Linked DNA regions of Mus musculus: region 2 is linked to region 1. Evidence: chromatin contacts called from public HiChIP or PLAC-seq data. All regions are on one chromosome and are shown on one strand. The core of a region is the stretch at or near the end of the contact, and the rest is flanking DNA. Distances in the headings are between cores, read along the strand shown. Region 1 has its middle 67 kb from the start of 4930407I02Rik. Region 2 has its middle 10 kb from the start of Gm46720.

Region 1 (3,136 bases), core at 304-2,803:
TGGTAACCATTTAAACTGTGAGCCAGCATACTTCTTGGTAAACCCCTATCTTCACACACCTGCACACAGACTCGGTTTCTCTTCATGTCCTGCCTGTGTCACATTGTGTGTACATCTCTCATTCAGGACAGTTGCGGCCAGCAATCGATAGAGCTCTTTTGTCCTTTGATAGGTCCTTTATGCAAATCTCGTTAGACATTACAATGCCAAAAATAAATGCTGAGTTTGATGTATACTTTCTGCATAACCACAACGTTGGTGACTAACGCAAGCTCCTCACGCAGAAGGAATTCACCGGCCACGAGTCTCCCATTCTTTAAAGTGTGTCTAAATGAAGAGGAGTGAACCTGACAACGAACAGGAGGAAGATAAAGGATGCAGGGGCAAGAGGGAAGAGAAGGGGTAGGTATAAAAGTCCTGAGCACAAATCTACAACAGTGCGTTAAGTAAGATCAAGACAGCACCTGCCCAGCTACTGCCATCCCAGCAGCAAAACAAAAACCAGAACAAGCAGAAGCCAGAGAAGAAGCCGGTGTGTGGATGCGCTCTGTCCCCGCAGGGGTTTAGGCAGGGCTGAAGGAGGAGCGTATGGGAGGTGTTATGGTTTGAATCTGAAATGTCTCCTACAGGCTTATGCTCCGAACAGTTGTTCCAGCTGGTGTGCTATTTCGAGAGCCTGTGGAGCCTTTGCGAGGTGGAGCCCAGTTGACAGAAGCAGGTCCCCAGGGTTGAGCCGTTGAAAGGTCTCAGCCCAGACCCTAATCTGGCCTTTCTCCCTGCTTCCTGGTGTGTTGTGTAATGTGAACAGCCTCCACCACAAGCTCCTACACCCACAGTCTGAGCTGCTCTGCCAAGCTCTCCCTGCCATGACGGCCTGAAGCAATCTCAAACTGTAAGCCCTCACAACCCCTTTGGCCCTTCAGGTTGTCAGTCCTAGCAGCCTCGGTGCTGCAAAAGTGAAAGAGCTAGAACGACCAGGCAAGTACCCTTCCTTCTTCCCGCCCTGTTGGACCTTCAGGAATATAAGGAAAGAAAGGAGGTGGCCCCTTCCCTCGCGCCCCACACCTATCATCAAATCCCTGGACCAATATTGCTCATGACTGCCCCCTGCAGGCCTTAGCTGGTCTTTCCCAGCATGGGCCACTAAAAATGGAAGTCACCTCCCGCTGGATATTACGTTATGCCTGTTCTTTCCCCTAGAAGGAATAGCAACTTTCCAAAGCCAGCATCGAGGCATCTTATCTCCATCCATCCCCTAAGAGATAAAAGTCCATACTCAAAAAGAGAGAGAGAGAGAGAAGAAAAAAGCAGTTTCTTCCATCTTTCCACGCTCAAGGTCAGGAGGAGGGAAGGAAATCCTATCTTTCTCAAGAGTCTTGAAAACTAACTGTCATGGAGAGTAGTCTGACTGAATTGTGTTGTTGGCATGGACACCGCCATGCCAAGGACCCCAAAGCATCCGATCCATGGGAATAGCAAGGCCTTCCCTGGGTGGGGCTCTGAGGACTGGGAAACTTCCTTTATCCAAACATACGTGTTTATTAATGATTGACCCGTGTGTGCAAAAGCGAACAGCCACAGCTTCCTCCTCCCGATGTCTGCAGCCTGAGACTGAGAGTAAACTCCCTGACTTTCCAGGTTGCGTGGCAGTCGCCGTCCATCGCGGAGCACAGCCCACCCAAAACCAGTTTCTTTGGATGTATATCTGTCATTTCTTTATCCCTGTGTTGCCCCAAGTTGCCATGGAGGTCACAGCAAATTGTATTATACTGTGCGCCCTTCACACTCCTCTACCTATCTAACTGCTGCTCTTATGACTCAGCATGGCTTTCCTATCTCCCCTCTGCCTTCTCTCTCGGCCAGTGACTTGATTCAGCAATTCCCTGACAGCCTGGTCCCGAAATACAATTGAACAAGTCGTAGGATGGGGCTCCATTGAGGCGTCCCATGGGGAAAATGAAAATGGAAGTGCACTGGGGTCCGTTGCAACTACGAGTCTTCTGCTGGTGTCTGAGCACCCAGCCCCACCCTTCTCAGTTACGTGTTCTTCCCGAGCCGTTCCATTGGCCCTCAGCCTGTGAGGGGAGAGCACCACCAGTTAGCTCAACAGTGCACCATTGCTTAGGGATGGATCCGCCAGAGTTTACCTTGGAGGACCTCTCTCGGACTTAGTTCACAGGCCACACCCTCGCACCCTTAGCCTGACAAGCTTGCCTTCGCGTTCGGGGCGGGGGGGGGGGGGGGGGGAAATCCCACACAATTGAGTTCAAGATAGTCGTGAGACCAAATGTGTCATTTCCCTTGTCAAAATGAAAGCTGTAAATTTTAAACCTAATGCTTAATGTATCCAGATATTGAACACAGGGACTTTTATCCTCTGCTTAATGGTCTGTCTAAAAACATCAAAAAAGATTACTTAAAAACGCTAGGCCTCGGAGGTCCTATAAAATTACATGAATCCTCCACTCCCCCCCCCATACACCATCTCTTCCAAGTTTTAAAAAATTTATTGGAAAACACTTATGCAATATTTTAAATATTCTTTTTTTTTCTTCCCCTCAGATAGTAAGTCTGGTGGGCTTGATTGCTAGGGGTGGTTAAGAGAAGCAACGGGCTATGATGAAATTTTATTAGATTAGAATCTAAAGCTTTAATAGCATCTGCTGCTGGGAATGAGGCAGACCTTATTCAGCATCTTCTAGAACTCGGAAAATGGTCAAGCCCATCTCTCCCTCTTTAACCTAACATCACGGTAAGGACAGGTGGCACTGCTCGGGCTCTCTAATATAGGCTCTCAGATCTGTAGGGATCTGGTTAAAACAGAAGCTTAAAGAAGGTACTCGAAAGAGAGTCATCGAAAGTCATCGAAAGAGAGCTCAAACGTAATTGTTTTTCTGCAATAAAGGGAGACCCATGGTAAAGGGGAAATGCTAAGATTAGTGGGGTTGAAGAGGGTAGACCACTGGACCTCAGGTTAGCCCTCTGAGGCTTTTCAGACAGACCCATAGGCACTGGGGAGACGGCTGAGTGGGGAAGACACTCCCTGCAGAGGCATGAGGACCTGACTTTGATCACAGAACCCATGTGAAATAGTGACATAATGAGGTACTCTCACAATTCCAGCACTGGGGAGGAG
Region 2 (3,136 bases), core at 193-2,692, 420 kb before region 1:
CTCTCAAGGCCAGGGATCTGTGCAGAAGAGGAGGTGGAGAGATTGGAAGAGGCAGGGGTGGCAGATGACTGTAAGAAAACTGCATCTTCCAGACCCAACAAGGTTGATGCACACATGAACTCACAGAGACTGCCACAGCATGTTAGACCTGCGACCTGCACAGTTTCAAACCAGACAAAATCCCAGCACTGAGAAGGAGAAGCACACACAGAGTCCCATCCCTAACCAAGAAGATGTTCACAATTAATATCTGCTGGTGAAGGAAAATCCATTTTCTCCAGAGGGATATGTCACTGGTTATATCAATTCTGCTCCAGGGCATATTCTATGCCCAACAGCAGCTGGCCAACACAAAACAGACCCCAGTGTATGTGTGTGTGTGTGTATAAAATAGGTATATACATAAAATATATTCTGATAATACCATTATAAAAATATATTTAGAAACAGTTCCTTCATGTACATATAATTGTCCAGAAGACACAACTGCAAATTAATGAGATGTTTGTATAATTTTTACATAAATTATTAAGTCTTGGCTGAATGACTCTTCAGGAAACATGGCATCCTCAGTCTCCTTCAGGGCTGCTTGATAGTTGGATATTCACAATCATCAACGCTGAGAATATCACTTTGCATAAATACTTACCACAAAAATGGCAGTAATGTGCTCAAGACCATTTCAGAAATCAGTGGAAATCCTATTCGGACTCCAAGCCAAAATTTATATGATGAATTGTGAAATAACTTAAGCCAGCAAAACAAAGCACAATTCAAAAATCAAACATTTTAATGCAATACGATCCAAAGATAAAGTAATTTCACACAAGCTAGAAAAGGTGGACATGTCGAGAGCTTCACTTTTTCATAATTAGACCGTCATGCTTATGCTGGAGTGGAAAACTTTGTATGTACATTCAACACTGCTACTCAGAGCACACAATAGTCTTAACTCTGAGTCAAGGTGTTTCAGCAGAGTTCATCATCACTGCCTGGCAAGGGAGCATGCACAGGGCAAAGTTCACTGCTGTGTGTTCAGAATCCGGGCTTCAGTGGGGTCACCGATGCCACAGGTCACTATGCCAAAAATACCCCAGAATCATGATGCACCAGGATTTTGAACTAAATTCTAGTTGTTATACATTCAGAAATTTTGAAGAGTTGGCCACTTTTTTTTTCTGACTTCCATGTGGATTGCAGGATTCCCTATGGGTCCCATGTCCTATAGTTTTAAAAGATATTCTCTTTAAAAGTCCAGGGTAGGTTAATGTTTAATACTAACTACTGCAGATAAAAGCACAGCGCAAACTCAAGCATGGCTTTGAAATTCTCCAGAGAACGTGGAGAGATTACAGCAGAAACACAAACCAGCCTTTTGTGCCTACATGCCCCTTATAGGAACAGCTACTTCTTACACAAACACTCGGAGGGGCCCAGAAGAGAAACTGAAAGAACACGGCCGTTCTGAGAGCATGCGCAGTGGGGACAGCATTCAGCGCTGAGTCCACAGCTTCTGAAACTATCGAACAGTTTTTGTCTGTTTTTCATGGTAAGCCACAAGCACTAGAAGATTTAATTGTCTGGGCTTCCTGTTCCCCTCAGCAGGTGTTGGTGTTAGGAAGATTGCTGCTCTAAGATCGTGCTGTATGTCTGCAAACAGGTTTCTAAGGACTGTGAGTTTTACAGTAAAATATCCTCAAATTTCAAGCTGCCTTAAACACACCCAAGTTTGGCTCTGCAAAGTTAACTCCCTCTGAGATCTGCTACTTGAAAATGATAGCCAGTCTTCTTCTACTTTCTCCTACAGCACGGGAAAGATGTCCATATAGTCATGTCTTATAGCACCAAATTACCCAACATTTCCTGTATTATTATTATTCAGCTGAAGCCATGTTGTCCTCCAGTCAGAGTGGGAAGCCCTCCTCACTGAAGAAGTACAACCCAAGGCTTAAGCACCATCCATTGTCCTGGTTTGGTTTAGTTATCTGAGAAGAGTTAAGGAAATGCCTTCATAGATTGGCCCATAGGCAAGTAGGTGTGTGGGGCATTTTTCAGAGTAAAGATTGATGTGTAAGGGTGCAGGGCACTATGGGGAATGCCACTCTTGAGAAGCTGCTTCTGTGCTGATAAAGCAAGCTGATTTACTAAAAGGATCAAGCCACTAGCCAATGAGTATTCATAGCTTCTGCTTCAGTTCCTACCTCTAAGTTGTGCTTTGAACTCTTGTCTTGTCTTCCCTCAATGGACTGTGACCAGGACATGTAAATCAAATAAACTTTTTCCTCCACAAGCTACTGTGGGTCATGGTAATAAAAACCTCAATTCTTTTCTGCGTTAGCCTCTTTGTCATAGACCCAGCTGTCATCCTTGCCCTGACAAAAGTCAATTTACAGGGGTATTTATTTTAGCCCACAGTTCCATGTTAGCAGCCCATCATCAAAGGAAAGTTAAGGCATGAACTTTAAAAACTAGTCATTTCTGTAGTGAAGAACAGAGAGAGAGAGAGAGAGAGAGAGAGAAAGAGAGAGAGAGAGAGAGAGGGGGGAAGAGAGAGGGAGGGAGAGAGAGAGAGGGGGAGGGAGAGAGAGAGAGAGAGAGAGGGAGATGGAGAGAGAGAGGGAGAGAGAGAGAGAGAGAGAGAGAGAGAGAGAGAGAGAGAGAGAGAGAGAGAGGGAGGGAGAGAGAGAGAGAGAATGCATGAGATCCAACTGCTCAGCTCACTTTCTACACTCTTGCACATTCCAGGAACCAAGCATAAGGAATGATGGATGCCACCCTCAGTGCACTGTCTTCCCACTGCAATTAAAACAATGAAGAAAATCCTCCACGGGCACACACAGGTGCCAATGCTATCTAGACCATGCCTGATTGAGACTCTAGTCTCAGATTAGCCATGCGTGTGTCATGTTGACAGTCCTCCAGAAGACCATGGCACATGGTACATGACAGTGCTCTCCAAGCCAGCCAGGTATTGTTATGCTTTGCCTTGGAAATCGTTTTTCCAGGGTTTAAAAAAAAATCAGCAAGTCCACTACCCACTCACTTCATGAAACGTATCTCCTTGAATTAGAATCTCTTAGTTCACTGGTGTCCTGAAACTCTGTATTTCAAGCAAGTTGATAGATTGCTGCAGCAT

What was found. HiChIP or PLAC-seq counts read pairs in DNA pulled down with a chosen protein or histone mark.
Region 2: a contact with region 1 is called in an H3K4me3 HiChIP or PLAC-seq map of bone marrow-derived macrophages, with 8 times the contacts expected there. The contact joins two enhancer-like sites. A contact is called at or near these places in 2 of 484 Hi-C or Micro-C datasets (bone marrow-derived macrophages and cortical neurons) and 2 of 115 datasets of contacts at active chromatin or transcription factors (bone marrow-derived macrophages and large pre-B cells).

What each region holds. Positions count from the first base shown.
Region 1 is chr6:143,325,963-143,329,098 of GRCm38.p6, reverse strand. No RefSeq gene overlaps it. Among named protein-coding and RNA genes, the nearest start is that of 4930407I02Rik, 67 kb to the right of the region's middle. Within about 2 kb of position 1,553, at least 43 of the 459 cell types and tissues checked have an H3K27ac peak or open chromatin away from gene starts, as enhancers often do. A contact at or near this core is called in bone marrow-derived macrophages, where this site is marked.
Region 2 is chr6:143,749,752-143,752,887 of GRCm38.p6, reverse strand. No RefSeq gene overlaps it. Among named protein-coding and RNA genes, the nearest start is that of Gm46720, 10 kb to the left of the region's middle. Within about 2 kb of position 1,442, at least 136 of the 459 cell types and tissues checked have an H3K27ac peak or open chromatin away from gene starts, as enhancers often do. A contact at or near this core is called in bone marrow-derived macrophages, where this site is marked.